Linked DNA regions of Pan troglodytes: region 2 is linked to region 1. A link is a contact called in public HiChIP or PLAC-seq data. All regions are on one chromosome and are shown on one strand. Each heading gives the region's core, a stretch centred on a gene start, on an enhancer-like site or on the middle of the called end of the contact. The rest is flanking DNA. Distances are from core to core; before and after follow the strand shown.

What was found. HiChIP or PLAC-seq counts read pairs in DNA pulled down with a chosen protein or histone mark.
Region 2: a contact with region 1 is called in an H3K4me3 HiChIP or PLAC-seq map of stem cell-derived excitatory neurons, with 2.3 times the contacts expected there. The contact joins the promoter of THSD4 here to the promoter of LRRC49 in region 1. A contact is called at or near these places in 1 of 7 Hi-C or Micro-C datasets (stem cell-derived neural progenitor cells) and 1 of 1 datasets of contacts at active chromatin or transcription factors (stem cell-derived excitatory neurons).

What each region holds. Positions count from the first base shown.
Region 1 is chr16:62,887,196-62,894,864 of NHGRI_mPanTro3-v2.0_pri, forward strand. LRRC49 (leucine rich repeat containing 49) reads left to right here and starts at 2,925. Exons shown (of 16, transcript NM_001246364.1): 1 at 2,925-3,024; 2 at 3,666-3,722; 3 at 5,932-6,019. The coding sequence starts at 2,977. It overlaps THAP10 (THAP domain containing 10), which reads right to left and starts at 2,427. Exons shown (of 3, transcript XM_523207.7): 1 at 1,926-2,427. The coding sequence starts at 2,354.
Region 2 is chr16:63,111,951-63,118,820 of NHGRI_mPanTro3-v2.0_pri, forward strand. THSD4 (thrombospondin type 1 domain containing 4) reads left to right here and starts at 3,303. Exons shown (of 18, transcript XM_009429466.5): 1 at 3,303-3,527. CT62 (cancer/testis associated 62) reads right to left here and starts at 3,332. Exons shown (of 4, transcript NM_001252009.3): 1 at 2,961-3,332; 2 at 1,461-1,589; 3 at 1-125. The coding sequence starts at 113.

The DNA.
Region 1 (7,669 bases), core at 1,675-4,174:
AAACATTTATTGCTATCAACTCAAAATCTTTTTAACCTTATATACTTTTAAAGTGACTATTTTAGAACTCACACATAGTTTTCTAGTAATTCAGCAAGTATATTAATGTACTATGGATTGTTATAAATTTTGGCTGGTTATACTTACTAAATGGAAAACAGATTTATTATGTATGCTGGATCTGTTTCCCAATGGTTAGTTTTTATGGGTTATAAAGACTTTGGTTGTTTGACTAGCTTGGCTTTTCTTCTCCCAATTTTTGATTAGGTTGTGTAATTATGAAGAAGAAAAATGGTGTAGGGGGATGTGTGTGGCACATGTTTAGTATTTATCTCTCTTGCTACACACATATATATGTATGTGGATGTATATGTTTGGGCAAAGTTTGTATAGGTGGTGATGGTGGACAGATGGTTCAAGGAAAGGACAGCTATCTTGACAGGTATACAGCTTGGTGAGGAGGGAAACTGGCAGATAATTGAAAATTCAATTATAATGCAAAAATTTGTTCTTATAGTCATGTAATCATTCCATAAATATTTATTGAATTACTTAAATTTGTAAAATATTGTTTTAGGCACTGCAATACAATGGCAAAGAAATCAGACATGATCCTAGCTCTCATGGAGCTTACATTCTAATATGAGAAACAAATATTAAGCAAACTACACAATTATTTCATGGCAATTATGGTAAGTGCTACTGAAGTATCTGTGCTATTGAATCACATGGAGTACACAAAGAATGAGAGTACATAACTAAGGGATCAAGGGGAAAGATGTTTAGCTGATTTTTAAGGGAAAAAGACTTAATTGGCAATGATGGGAGTGGGAGGGGCATAGTTCCAGGATATTATAATACATGCAACAACTGAGCAAAGTCTTGTTGGTAGGAAGTAATATAGTATAGTATGTCCAAGAACTGAAAGGTCAGCATGATGGTACACAGTGAGCAACAGGGACAGTGGCCTTGGTTAGGGCTAGTGTGGTATGCAGGGGGAAAAAACATGCAGGGCCATGTAAATTGGGTTAATAATTTTGCTCTTTATCTTAATAATTGCAAGATGCCATTAAAGGGTCTTAAATACCCACCCCAATGTAGGAAGCAGGTTAGTACTGCAGAAAGAGTGTTGGTCTGGCAACCGGACCTAAGTAAGGATTACAGACCCCTGAGGAAATTACTAACCTCTTGCTATAATTTAATCTGTGTAATGGTGGTAAGGCTGAAGTTTATCACAAGGAAGGCTGGAAAGTTTTCTTTAAAATGGTACGTGGGGAAGAAGGTAGTAGTAACCAGATGCAAAATGAGTGCAAACAATGTTTAGAAGGAACAGAAAAGTAGGCAGAAGAGAGCAAGATGGGGAAAGTCAGCTCACTAGGGATACTGAACTTAAAGGCAGCTGGAGCTAGTTATCAGTCATAAAGGAAGCTTGGGGTGGGAAGGGATTTATTAGCAAGCTCCATCATCTTCATCTGTAGCTCCACATCTCCTTCGCCCCATCATTTGTGATACAAATAAGGGACTTTCCTCAAGCTTATGTAATGTTATGCAAACACAGTTTCAAGCACTCCAATCCTGGAGATTTGCTCAAATTAAACCCTTTCTATTTAAAAACTCTGGAGCAGCGAGTGAAAGCAACTCACTACTCTGCAGGACAAGACTGTGTGTGTGTGTGTGTGTGTGTGTGTGTGTGTGTGTGTGTGTTTTGGGGGAGGAGCAGTTAGAAGGAATTAACTGGGTCACTTAATTCCAAAGTGTTAATGATAAGTGGGACCTTGGAGATCACCTCTAAAGCACACCCCTAACTTTGCAGATTAGAAAACAGGAACTTTCGAGATGAGGTGCCTTTCCCAAGGTGACACTAAGTGGAGGAGCCCAGCCAGAGTCCAGGGGTCCTTACACAACCTTCGGTGGTCTCTCTTTACCTGTGAAGCCGCAGCCTGCTTCCCAGCTCGGGGGCGTGTACAGGAGACTGGACCTGGGGCAGCCTCAGAATGCCTGGCTGCCTGGAGCTCTCCTCTCGTGTCCAGGCGGCCTGCTTGGTCTCCCTCCTCTCCCCACTTAGGTGCCGGGGCGGGCACCCGGTGCAGGGTGGGCACGGCGCCTGCCACCAGCCTCAGGCGCTGGGAGAAGCGCAGGTTCTTCTGGATAACCGAAGAGACATCAAAACAGGCTGGGGCAAAGTGGTCAGAGCAGATGACCGAGCGGTCATTGCCTCCGTACCAGTCGGCGCGGCAGCCCCGCACGAAGCGGTCCCAGAGCAGCCGCACGGCCCGGTCCTTGGGAAAGCGGAACAGCGACTTCCCAGACTTGGTGGTGTTGCCGCAGTGGGCGGCCACACAACGGGCCGGCATGGCGGCCGTCTTCGGTGCGCGGGAGCCGGGCTCCCTGGACCTTCGCCCTTGGGCACGCTCCTCGCAGCGGCCTCGGCGAGGCAAGTCCTCCCCTCCTCACCTGTCCACTCCGGGTCGGGATTGTTTCCTTCCCTACCTCTGGTCACCGGAAGTGGCGATCTGGGGCCCCCAATGGGAGGGCTCTTTGATATCTTCCTCCTCCTCCTCCCTGCGCTGCTCCCCAGGAGCCAGTGGACACACGCAGAGGGATACAAATTTCGCGCGGGCAGCGCTGAGGTGGGCCGTAAAGAAGAACGGACCGGAAGTGGTGGTGGTTATAGCAACCAGTGTGGCCAGCCTCTTCCCCAGCTTATCCTCCTCCCAATACTCCCGCTCTGTTTTTATGAGGCTGGGAAAATAGAACGAGGAAGTGGTGACGCACTGGGCTCTCACGAATACAACTAGAAGCTGCAACGACTGTGTGGCTCTATCGATTCGGGAGAGGTCCAGGCCGGAAATGGTCGTTTCCATGGTAACCCTGAGCAGGTTGCCTGGGAGATGACCTCTTTCGGGTCTCTTTGAATCTCCGCTGTAGCGTCACCTGGAAGGCAGATCTAACAGAGAACCTGGACTGTCTCCTATCATGATTCCCGGGAAATATCGCTCTGTTTCTGGCCGGGCTGCGAACAACGTAAGTTGGGCCTTCTACTTTCTCTTTCTTCCCACTGGTACTCTTTCTGACTGGCGTCTTTGTCCTAGGAGATGGGCTGTATTATTAGGACCGGCACCGCTGGGTCTACTCAAGCTATTGTCTGACCAGGGTTTGAGGTTCGTGGGCTGGACCAAGGCACAATTTAATATTGTATGATGGGTACTCAAAGTCTTGTCCAGGATCTGGGCTCCCCAGAAGGTGGAGCTGGTCTGCTGTGAAAGGCTTGGGTTTATTTAAATTCCTTTGGCCAGTCAATTCCTTTTTCTTTTCTTTTCCTTTTAACTGTGAAGAGAATTTATCATTAGGGACTCCCACCTCCTTCACCTGTCTCATTGAGATGTTTATTTAGACCTGAATGGCAAATGTCGAAAGCCTGAGGTACTAACTAGAGGGTTAAATTGCTGCCGACATTTTGGAAAATAAATCAGTGAAACCTTTTAATTCTTAGATGTGATTTTATTCTTTTCAGCAAATCCTCAGAACAAGATCATTTACCAGAAACAGAAATAGAGCATTGTGTTCTAATTTTTTGTTATATTTCTGTTTGTACCTTTTTTTTTTTTGGAAATATGTGTTTGTGTATTAAGAGCAAATTTTATGGTTTAATTTTTACATTTCAGGTGAACTGCGGGCTTCATCTGGTTATTCAAACATCATCGCTTCCTGAAAAAAACAAAGTAAGATTTAAGAAGGTTGGCATTTAAATTGAAGATTGTTTTAAATTCTACACAAATAACAGCATGACTTAAAGTGTAGATAGATTCTAAACTGAAAAATTTAAGTAGATTTGCTTTGATTTCCAGTTTAAAGCTAGTTCTTACTTTCTGCCTACATAAAGCTAAAATAGCCCTCTTTAAAAAACTTAATGTGATTTTATTGATTACAAAAGGTTAAGGGTTTTTTTTTTTTTTTTTTGACATTTACACTTTTTTTTTTTTCTTGAGACAGGGTCTAGCTGTATCACCCAGGCTGGGGCGCTGGGGTGCAGTGGCACAATTTTGGCTCACTGCAACCTCTGCCTCCCAGGCTCAAGCGATCCTCCCACCTCAGCCTCCTGAATAGCTGGGACCACAGGTGCATGCCACCACGCCCGGCTAATATTTTTGTATTTTTTGTAGAGACAGGTTTCACCATGTTGCCCAGGCTGTTCTCGAGCTCCTGAGCTGAAGCAATCCGCTTGCTTTGGCCTCCCAAAGTGCTGGGATTACAGGCAACAGCCACCGCACCCAGTGATATTTACACATTTCTGAAATCAGGAGCCTTCTTAAAATTGATGGCATGTCATAGTTTAATTGGGGAGGTTTTTTTTCTTTCTTAATAGAGGGTAAAATAATGGTATGTCTTACTACTAATGACACCTTAGATAAAATGGTAATTGGGAGGGCATATCCACACATCCCATTTAAAATCAGGGAAGAAAAAAATAGGTTAGCAGTGGACACATGTTAGACTTAACGTTATTTAGAAGTTACGATATGAATATGAGATTTTTTTCCCCAAGATTATTTGCCCATAATGTCTCTAGCATTTCTAGAATTTCTGGCTTTTGATTTAATTTTTGAGATTTTGAGATAAACATGTTTTTCTTTCCTTTCTGTCTCACCTCAGCATTTATACTTACCTACTTTCTACACACTATGTCTCAAGACACAACATGATTTTTCCTCCTTTGACCAAGTTGGAAACCTCTAACCATCACAATTCAGGTGTGTCCTAAAAAGTTATTAAATAGGCGTCACTGGAAGAACTCTAAAGTGAAGGGCAGAGTTCACACATAACAGCATGAAGAAGGGTAAGAAAAGGCATGAGGAAGGTAAATGGAAGGACATCATTAGTCAAGGAGGCAGCTGTTGATTACATTATATATGAATATGAAAATGGTAAACACCAGAAAATAGACAATTTGATCATCTCAAATAAACAGCAGTTAGATTAATTGAAAATATTATTTATTATAATTGAGCATAATGGATTCTCTCCAGAGCTTTCCTAATTGATTTCTCTGGACAAATCCTTTTCCACCATTATAATGTTTCTAGAACTGTGTGCCTCATCTAAATATTTTTTCCAAACCATTCACTTTCTTTTGTGTGGACATCTATTCTGAGAAAATACCTTTAGGTCATATAATTCCCAAGGATATAATGCAAATGCCAACATAATGTTTATAGTATGAATACATTAGAAGCATCTTAATTTATTCAAGATACATATTTGGGGTTTTTTGTGGCTAATCATAAGAAGTTGTTCTGGTTTTGTTTTTCTCAGTCCTCCCACCAGATAATTATTTTATATCAGTTTTAGATCAAGTGAAAACCTTTCTTAGAAGGCTTAAATATACAATTTTATTATATTATAATAGGACATTTAAAAGGATTATAATGATCAAAACAGTGATGTTTTTCAACAGCATTTTATTTATATTGTGTGTTTTTTTTTTGAAGCAAATGATTCTTTTAATCATTGTATTTGTGGTGAGAGCGTGGAGGGATTGGAAGTGTCTCAGCTTGGAATATCTTTTATCTGACCTCATAAAATTGATCCTGATTTTGTGGGTGGTAAAATACAATGATAGAGGTGCAGCCATCACCTCTATCTAGTTCCAGAATTTTTTCATCATTCCAAATGGAATCCCTGTACCCATTAAGCAGTTACTTCCCATTCCCTGCTTCCCTTAAATGCCTGGAAGCCACAAATATGCTTTCCATCTCTATGGATTTGCCAATGTGGTATTTTGTGTCAGTTTTCTTTCACTTGGCATGATGTTTTCAAGGTTCATCCACATTGTACCATGTGTATCAGTTATTATATGTTTTTTTAATTTATCTTCACTGCTTGGTGTTAAATTCGTCTCCAAATATTTTTTTCTTTAATAATGTTTTTCAGGTTGAATTCAAGCTAAATAAAGACACGTCGTCATTCCCCGGTAGACTTTTACAACATGACCTTGAAAGAAACTACTCAAGTAGGCAAGGTATTGTCAGTGAATAGAGATCAGATGTGGTTCATCATTTTTGAATAATATTAAGTGTTTAATAATGTTGAATTACTAGATCCAAATAAACTTGAATTTAAAATGAAATGGTTCATTGGGACCAAATTGGTTTGGTATTTTTTTAAATCATTGGTTATATATATGTAGCATAGTAGATTATTTCCAATACAGAAAAAAAGCTGTTATTATTTTACTTTGAGGGTGGGCTATACACTAGAGAATGGAAAAAGAATGTTTCAAATACTGTATTAGAACAGTATTTGGAAGTCGCTAATTAGAGTAAGAGTATGGGAACACAAATATTAAGGAAATCAGGAAAGAATGTAAAGTCAGGAGTAGAGAAGAAACAATCTTTCCCTGTTACTATCACATATAATTATAGATTTTATATTAAAGGCTTTAAACTCTAGTGTCTATCACTTGGGATCTTGTTAAAAATGCACATTCTTAGTGCTCCCCCTCCATCTTCCCCATTCTGATTTTGTAGGTCTTGAGCGGGATTTGGAAATGTGCATTTTAATAATGTCACAGGTGATTCTGAGGTATATGGTTTGTGGGTCATCCTTTGACAAATACTGCCTCACATGATCTGGTTATATTTCTGAAATATATTTTTCAAATCAAGGAAAACGTTCCTTCACATTTGAATCTTGGTTTGTTGCTGACAGCCATTAGCTTTCTGTAATGTGCTCATGTTAAACACTTCTGAATCCACATATACAAAACTGCCTCTACCTCTTAGGAGTTTATATGAGAGGGCTGATCAGTATAGGTCTTTCTAGGTGGTTCATGTTATTACTGTGGGAACATATGGCAATTTTAAATATTGGTTAATTTTCTCTCTCTTTTTATTTCTGGACCTACTTCTTGGACCCATCTAATCTGACATATCTTTTCTCTGTCCTACGTTCTACACTCTTGTCTTGGCCAATTGCTGGACATGACGTCAGCCTAACTGCAGTTCCACAGTGTGGAAAACATCTGTCTTTGCCTTATTTGATTCAGTTCAATACTTATTTATAAAGCAAGTATTGTGTGCCGATCACTGTTTTAGGTACAGAATTATAGATGTGAAGCCTCAACTAGGGTTTTTATGCTTGCATTGTCAATTTCCTTGACATTTTTGGTAACAATATCTTAAAAGTTTTCCCGAAATCATGAATCAAAATTAAGTACTTTCACTAAGGTTTTCTTGAGTTAGAGTAGGCAGTTAGTAAACAGATTTGAGGACGGCTGGCCAGGCAAACTTATTTAAGTGGTAAAGTATTACTAGATATTCGCTAATGAGGAAATAGTATGGATGTATTGAATTTTGTGAACCTGAGAGATGAATAAAGTTTTATACATAAGTAATGACCCATTCAGTATGAATTAACTCTTTAGGAAAAAAAACCTAATTGGTTTTTCATTTAAAAAATTTATTCAAAATTGGGTTCTGTGACAGGATATTAATTTGAAATGTCTTAAATGTGTACCTGGTTACTTTCAATGTGCTCCCTCCATAGTTCCAGGCAGTTTCATGCAAAGAAGGCCACACAACTTATTTTCTTGACTTTTGTACTCAAATTTTACTTCCAAGGGTATAAAATTTTGGAAAAATTGTAAGTAGCACCTCATCAGGAAAAGTTT
Region 2 (6,870 bases), core at 2,053-4,552, 230 kb after region 1:
GGCTGGGAACCACAGGAGAAATGGCTGAATGTTCTGTGGGTGTGGCTGTAGGCAGAGGGCTGATCAGTGAGGTGGGGTGGTGACAGTCTTCTATAGGATGTTGTATGCATCATTTATCAACTTAACTAGGACAAGAGAATGAAGGGGGGTACTATTAATAATTAATTAATAATTACAATAGGACAACAGGTGTAAGCTAGAGCTGTCTTACATAGAACTGACACATGACAGAGGAGTTATGTTTCTTGTCTGTCCCTTTAGGAGCTGCCTCTAGGGCCAATGGATAATAATTACAGGGCAAAAGGTTTCAAGTCAAAATTAAAAGGGAATTTCTAACAAAGAGCCTCTAAGAACAATGTGGCTATTTTATGAGGTAGTGAGTAGCTCACCACATCAGATATGCAAAGGGGTGACCCACCCTCCAAGATGCTGTGTATAGCTGACACTGACATGCCAGGCAGGCCCCCAGCCTAGGTAAACACAGGCTAGCCTTTGCTTGTGATCTGAAGCACATATTCTTGGCTCTCTCTTTCGGTGAGGGTCAGTAAGCTATTTTATATGCAAGGACCACATTCTGCTCTTCTGATTCATACGTAACAGACACATTTGGATAAAAGCAGAAATATAACAGGACTGAAAGATTAAAACTTGCTGTCTTAGCATACTTAATATTCACTGATGCTTACACATAATATAAATATCTCTTTGTTTAAAATGAGTATAGGCTGGTCTCTGTGGCTCATGCCTGTAATCTCAGCACTTTGGGAGGCCAAGAACGGAGGATCACTTGAGCTCAGGAGTTTGAGACCAGCCTGGGCAACACAGCAATACCTCCTTTCTACTAAAAATAAAAAATGAAAAAAAAATTAGTCAAATGTGGTGGCGCACGCCTGTAGTCTCAGCTACTTGGGAGGCCGCAGTGAGAGGATTGCTTGAGCCCAGGAGGTGGAGCCTGCAGTGAGCTGCAATCGTGCCACTGCACCCCAGCCTGGGTGACAGAGCAAGATACTCTCTCAAAATAAATAAACAATAAAACAAGTATTATCTTGACTTTAAAGAAAGAGACTTTCTTGTGACATATAAGCAAAATATGGTCAAAACAATTTGACCAAGGTTGAAAATGGACTGGAATCACTTCTAAGGAGCCAGCCTAGGTCTGTCGAATCAAGTTTGCTCACTAATAAACATACTTTGGTTATGTCGGATGTTAACATTAGAGGAAGAGGGTGGGAGATATAAGGGGATTCTTTGTACTATTTGTGAAACTTGTCTAAAATTATTTCAAAATTAAAAAATAACAAACAAAACCACATCCTTTGCTCCTAAGCCCTGTTCGCCCCAGACCTTATGTGATGAACTCACTCCATTCTTTAAGATCCAGCTCTGCGGAGCATCTCAGATTCCCTGTCCTGAGGCAGGCACTCCTGTATGAGCTCTTAAATACTTCTGCATTTACCTACCACCTACTGGTATGGTTTTCTGACTATATTTCATCTTCTTCGCCATACGTAGAGTTTCTTTTAGAATGGAAAGTTTTCTTCCTTTCCTCTTTGAATCCTAGCACCAAGGCCACACTCGGCACTAAATACCTGTCTCAAATGAATGAATAAATCAATCTTGTTTGAACAAATCTTATTAGTTTTGCTTTTTTAAAATTATGGTAAAATGTACATAACATAAAAATTTCCATTTTAACCATTTTTAAGTGTATAATTCAGTGACATTAAGTACATTCTAAAGTTGCGCAGGTTTTTTTTTTTTAATCAGTTCTAAATGGTTTAAACTGGCCAGTATTTACTAGAGCTGTTAGATCGACTTAATTTGGACCCATGAGATTCGTGACACTCAGAATTAATCTAATCCCATTTACACCAGGTGCCTCCCATCAAAATCTGTTTGATCAAGTGTGGAATTATTTCATCCCATTGGAACCAGCTCTTGAATCAGTCAGAACTGGCTCTGCCAGGCTCTGGGCCAGTAGTCGGCGCTCAAAATGGTGTTTCTTTCTTTGGCCTAATCTCTTGAGTAGCCACTTTCCCTTTTGTTAATTTTTTTTTTTTTCTGGAGGACAATCTTCCCTGGGAGCTCCCTTCTGCTCCCACGAAGCGCTCTGCACCCAGCCCTGGTGCTGCCTGGCTCTGGGGCAGGGAGCTTGCATTCTGCCACCTCCTTCATTGTCCTCTCGGTACACCTGCACTTTCAAAACAACCCCTGCAGGCAAGCTTTAGAGGCAGCGATAAACAAACAGGCTGACTGAAATTTAGGGAAACGCCTGTATCTGGACAGCCTCTTCAAATATTTGTCACCCCCTCCCTGCTCTGGGGAAAAACGAGACAGTTCCTCACAGTCACTCTATTTCCTGCCTTCCCAGCTCTGAACACCTTGGCTCGAATGTAAAGAATTTGGCTCTGAATTAGGACTCAAGAAACTGGGCCCTAGTAATTTTCCCTCCATTAACTAAGCGCGTCACTTTGGTCATGCCCTTTTGGGGGCAATAATTTCCCAATTCGTAAAACGAAGGGATCAAAGTTTGATTTTTATCATTATTAATGATAATAATAATAATTATTATTTTTTTGCAGCAGGCTTTTTTTTCCCCAACAAAATATTACTCTGAATAAGACAAGAAAGAATCCCGAACGGCTCTGGCTGTCAGGGTGTGTGTGTCTCCTCCCCATGCTGTCTAACCCCAGTTGGAATTTGGAGGGCTCTTGTCCTTTCCCCTTGGCCTCAGAAGGAGCCCAGCGCGTCCTACGTTGCGTGGGAGTGTGTGTGTGACCAGGGCTCCTTCCTGCCCTTAGAGTCACCGCCCCCTTCTCGCACAGGTTTACAGCACCACTTGCCTCGCCCACTCCCCGCTTTGCCTCCGCCCCATCCTGATGCTGCCGGAATGGCTGTTCCACATGGAAGGATGCCCGCGTCCGTCCCCTGCCCCAGTCCTTCAACAGGTCCCCACAGACCTCAGGATAAGATGAACGCGGAATTCAGGGCCTGGTCTCAACCGCCCTCTCCCTTTTCCTCTCACTTAGACGACCCTGGCCAGCTGGGCCACTCTCCACTCTCGCCCCCTCCCGCCCTCGTGGCCTCTGTCTAGACCGTGCTCCCTCCTACTGGGTGATGTCTCTTCCCCTGGGACCCAGGGACCATCCTGTTGTTGACCTCGGGGGTCGGGGGTGCGGATGGGGGCCGGCCCTTCCCGCGGTCGCCGCCAGGGGGCGGCAGGAGCGGCTCCAGATGACAGCGGGAGGCCGCAAGAGGGGAGGGAGGAAGGACCGAGGGAGCGCGGATCCCGCTCTCGGATCGCAAACTCTGAGCCAGAGCTCTCCGCTCGCGCCTGAACCGCTGGCCGCCCGCGCAGCCCGACGCGGAATCGGGGCACAGCGGAAACCCGTGCAGGGCGGGCGCGGGGCGGCTGGGCGGCGGCGGCCGTCCATGCGGCGGCGCTCGGGGCTGCCCGGCGCCGGGAACCACGCGGGGGCGAGGCGAGGCGAGGCGGCCGCCGGTCGCTCCGGGACGCGGACCGCCAGGTGAGCAGAGCCGCGCGCCCCGCGTCCCCTGCGCGCCGCCCGCGCGGCCCCGACCCGGCTTCCGCTGCCCAGGCTCCGGCTCCCGCTCTCTGGCCGGCGGGGCGGGCTGGCGCGGGCTACCCAGTGGGTGTGTCCGGGGCGCCGCGGGCTGCGCCGCTCCGGGCTCGGGGAGCCAGCGCGCGCCTGTTCCGTGCGGACGGCTGCGCCTCCTTCTCTGGTTCTCTTCCTTGCTGGGAGTCTTGCTCTGTGCTGGCGCCGGCGCTCATCCCTCCACCCTCGACTCTAGGGACAGTCTTAAACTCTAGGGACAATCCACCTCAGTCGTCCCCGGGTCGGGGCCCCGTGCTCCCCGGGTTGGGTCGGAGGGGACCGGCGAGTGCACACCCAGCCCGTGCGCCCCCCACCTCAGCCTCGCCTCCCTCCCGCCTGGGGCCCGAGAGCCGGGCAAGTCTCGGTCAGCGCTCCTTGAGTCCTGGCCTGGGGCCTCGGATCTGTGTGTCTGTCTGTCTCAGTTTAGTTGCTGCAACCCAGCGAGCGCCTGGAGCCCGAGTGGATGGGTTGTTTCCGCCAACTCTGGACACTTCCTCAAGTGCAGCCTAAGTACCTGCGGCCCCTTGGCGCACTTACAGAAGTAGCTTTTGCACAGCGAGCTCACCTTGGAGCTCTACAGATCTGGAAGTTAAGTTTTCTTTTTCTTTGAAATAACATCAGCCCTGACTTGGGAAGGGGATTTTAGGGCGTTCTCGGGCCCACCTAAGTATCTGGAATTTGTGGTCTAATAAGTTTTTTAAGCAGTCCGCACCCAGCACCGTACCTCCCAGCCTCCTTTGCCGTCTTACTAAAAATGCATGCTTTGCTTCTCTTCCTGTCTCCTTTGCGATCTCTACCACGCTGCGCTTCGCCCTTTTCGGGCTATGGGTCTAAAGCTTGGACGTGGGTAGCAGTCATTGGATGCCTGTTGGAATTTGGAATTAGAGAAATAGATACCCGAGAGAGATCTAAGGAACCGCCTTGTCCAACCCTCCTTTCACAGTTGGAGGCACCCAGGACCCATAACAGTCTGAAGATTTTTCAAGGATCACACAGCTTTTAAAATCTGCGTGTCTTCTACTTGATTGATATTGTTGGAGGTGATGGAGTAACTGGACTTACTAGGGTCTTATTGGGTCTCAATACACAAAGAAGCAAACATTTTAAAAATGTGACTTAAAATACGGAACTCTTCAATTCCTATAGATTTTTGTTGGCATCATAGTTGAATTCCTTTAGAAAACAAAATCCTAGCCCTGAAATTAATGTGAGGAAGCAAGCAGATGGGCGTCCTGGGACTTTCCTATAAATCTCTGCAGGGCTGGAGCAGGGATTTCCCAGAGGTCTGGGCCTGGGAAATGAGTTTGGGTGATCAGGATACTGGAGCCCCTTCTGAATAAGCAACTGGGTTGGTTTCTTGTGGGGAGGCTGGCCAGTTGAACTCATGTGATCTCCTCTGTGCCCAGCACTGGGCGGGGCACCCGCTTGGCATTACCTTCTTTTTAGTCTCCTATGCCATAAAGAAATGTTTCTTACTGGCTGTTAGCGAAAGAAAAATACAGCCCAGAGTTTGGGAGGAAGATCAGGGGTGGGGAGATTTTTGACTTGGAGTTTGTTTTTGTTTTTGCCTAGAAAAACTTGTGGAGATTGCCATCAGTTATCCTACACAGAGGCTGTGTATTGCCGTCTTCTCCATCCCCCACATTTCTCTCCGTGGTACCACTTTTATCCTAATTGCTGGGAGTCTCAATGTTTAAATGTTCCCAACACTCCCATTCTGTCCCCCACATTTATAGCTCATTCATCGCAAAATCTCTTCCACATTCTTTTGTGATATCTGAGGAATTATTTCCCTGTCTCCATTCCCACTGCCCCCACCTTCAGCCATGTCCAAATTACAGTAATAATCTCCCCTCTTGACTCCCAGCCACGAGTTGCTTTCTTCATTTTAATCCATCTTCTTTCATGCTGATAGATTAATATTTCTGAAATTCTGATTTCACCACATCATTTCTCTCAAGAAATCACAATGGCTCCCCAGTATTCACTTCTATTTAATTTATCTCCAACAGATATTTCTGAGCATCTGCTATGTGCCAGGGACTGTTACTATGTGCTGGAGCTTACGCTATGAACAAGACAATATCATTGCCTTCAGGGAGTCCACAGGCTAGCAGATGATAAATAACCACCCAGGGGAGAAAGGGAAGTAAAGAAATAACCGCAATACAAGGGGGATGTGCAAAACATCAAGGAGATGCGAATGAGGGAGAAATTGATTCTGCATGGGAGGAGCTAGGGCAGTTACCACTGGGCTTTGAAGCCTAAGGAGGAGTTCAAGGAGATGGGAAAGGCTGGTGGGGAGGGAGGACAGGCCAAGCAGAGGAAAGAGCTCGAGGAAAGACTGAGAGATAGGAAAGTACTGTATGGACACGGTTGAATCCAGGTTAATTTTCATCAGGGCATTTAAAATGTTTCCTAATCCTAGTCTACTTTATTGATCCAAGAGCCATCCCAACGCCTTCCTGCTTGAAGGCCATCCCTCCACTCACCCAGTCTCTATCATGGTCTTATCTGCCCTCCCCACACCTCCCATCCCCAGCTCAGAAATTCAGATTTCCCCTCTTCTGATCTAAATTTTGCCAGGCAGTGTATCCCACCCAGCCTTTCTTGCACACACTCCTGTGTCTCTTCCCTGCATTCTTTGTGCCTGCTCTATGTTCAGCCTGGATGAGCCTTGCCTCCCCAGCCACTCTGAGGTTTCCCCTGAGCAGCCTCCTTGGGCCTCTCCAGGTCATGGAACACACTGTCTGCATGTTAGTGGCCCCAACACACTTGAAAGCACATGACTATTTGCCTGGGTTTGACCCCTCATCTCACTTTTCCCTTCTCTCTCCTCTTCTTTCTGGTTTTCCCACCTTTTCTTTTTCTTTGCGTGTGTATGCAGAATCGTGATGTTTACTTACGCGCAGATATAAAGGTTTCATGTGTATTTGTTGAATATCCTCGCTGTGAAAATGGATTAAAAATGTCATGCTGGAAGCCAACACATGATGCAGGCTGACGCAGGTGAGGAGAAGATTCAGGGGAAGCTCTGGCTTTAGGCTGCTTTGCTGCCTCTGGCCCCCTCTTGGGATCCCCCAATTTTACTCCTCCTCCGCAGGACCGCTGTGCTGAGGCTGGGACACCCCTTCATCATCTAGGCCTGTTTTGCTCTCTTTTCCTCCTACTGTCAAAACTTACTTCTGTGCCCACAGCCTCGCTGGCTTGTTAGCCTCACTGGGGCCATGCTTAGTGAGCACTGGTGTGTGCA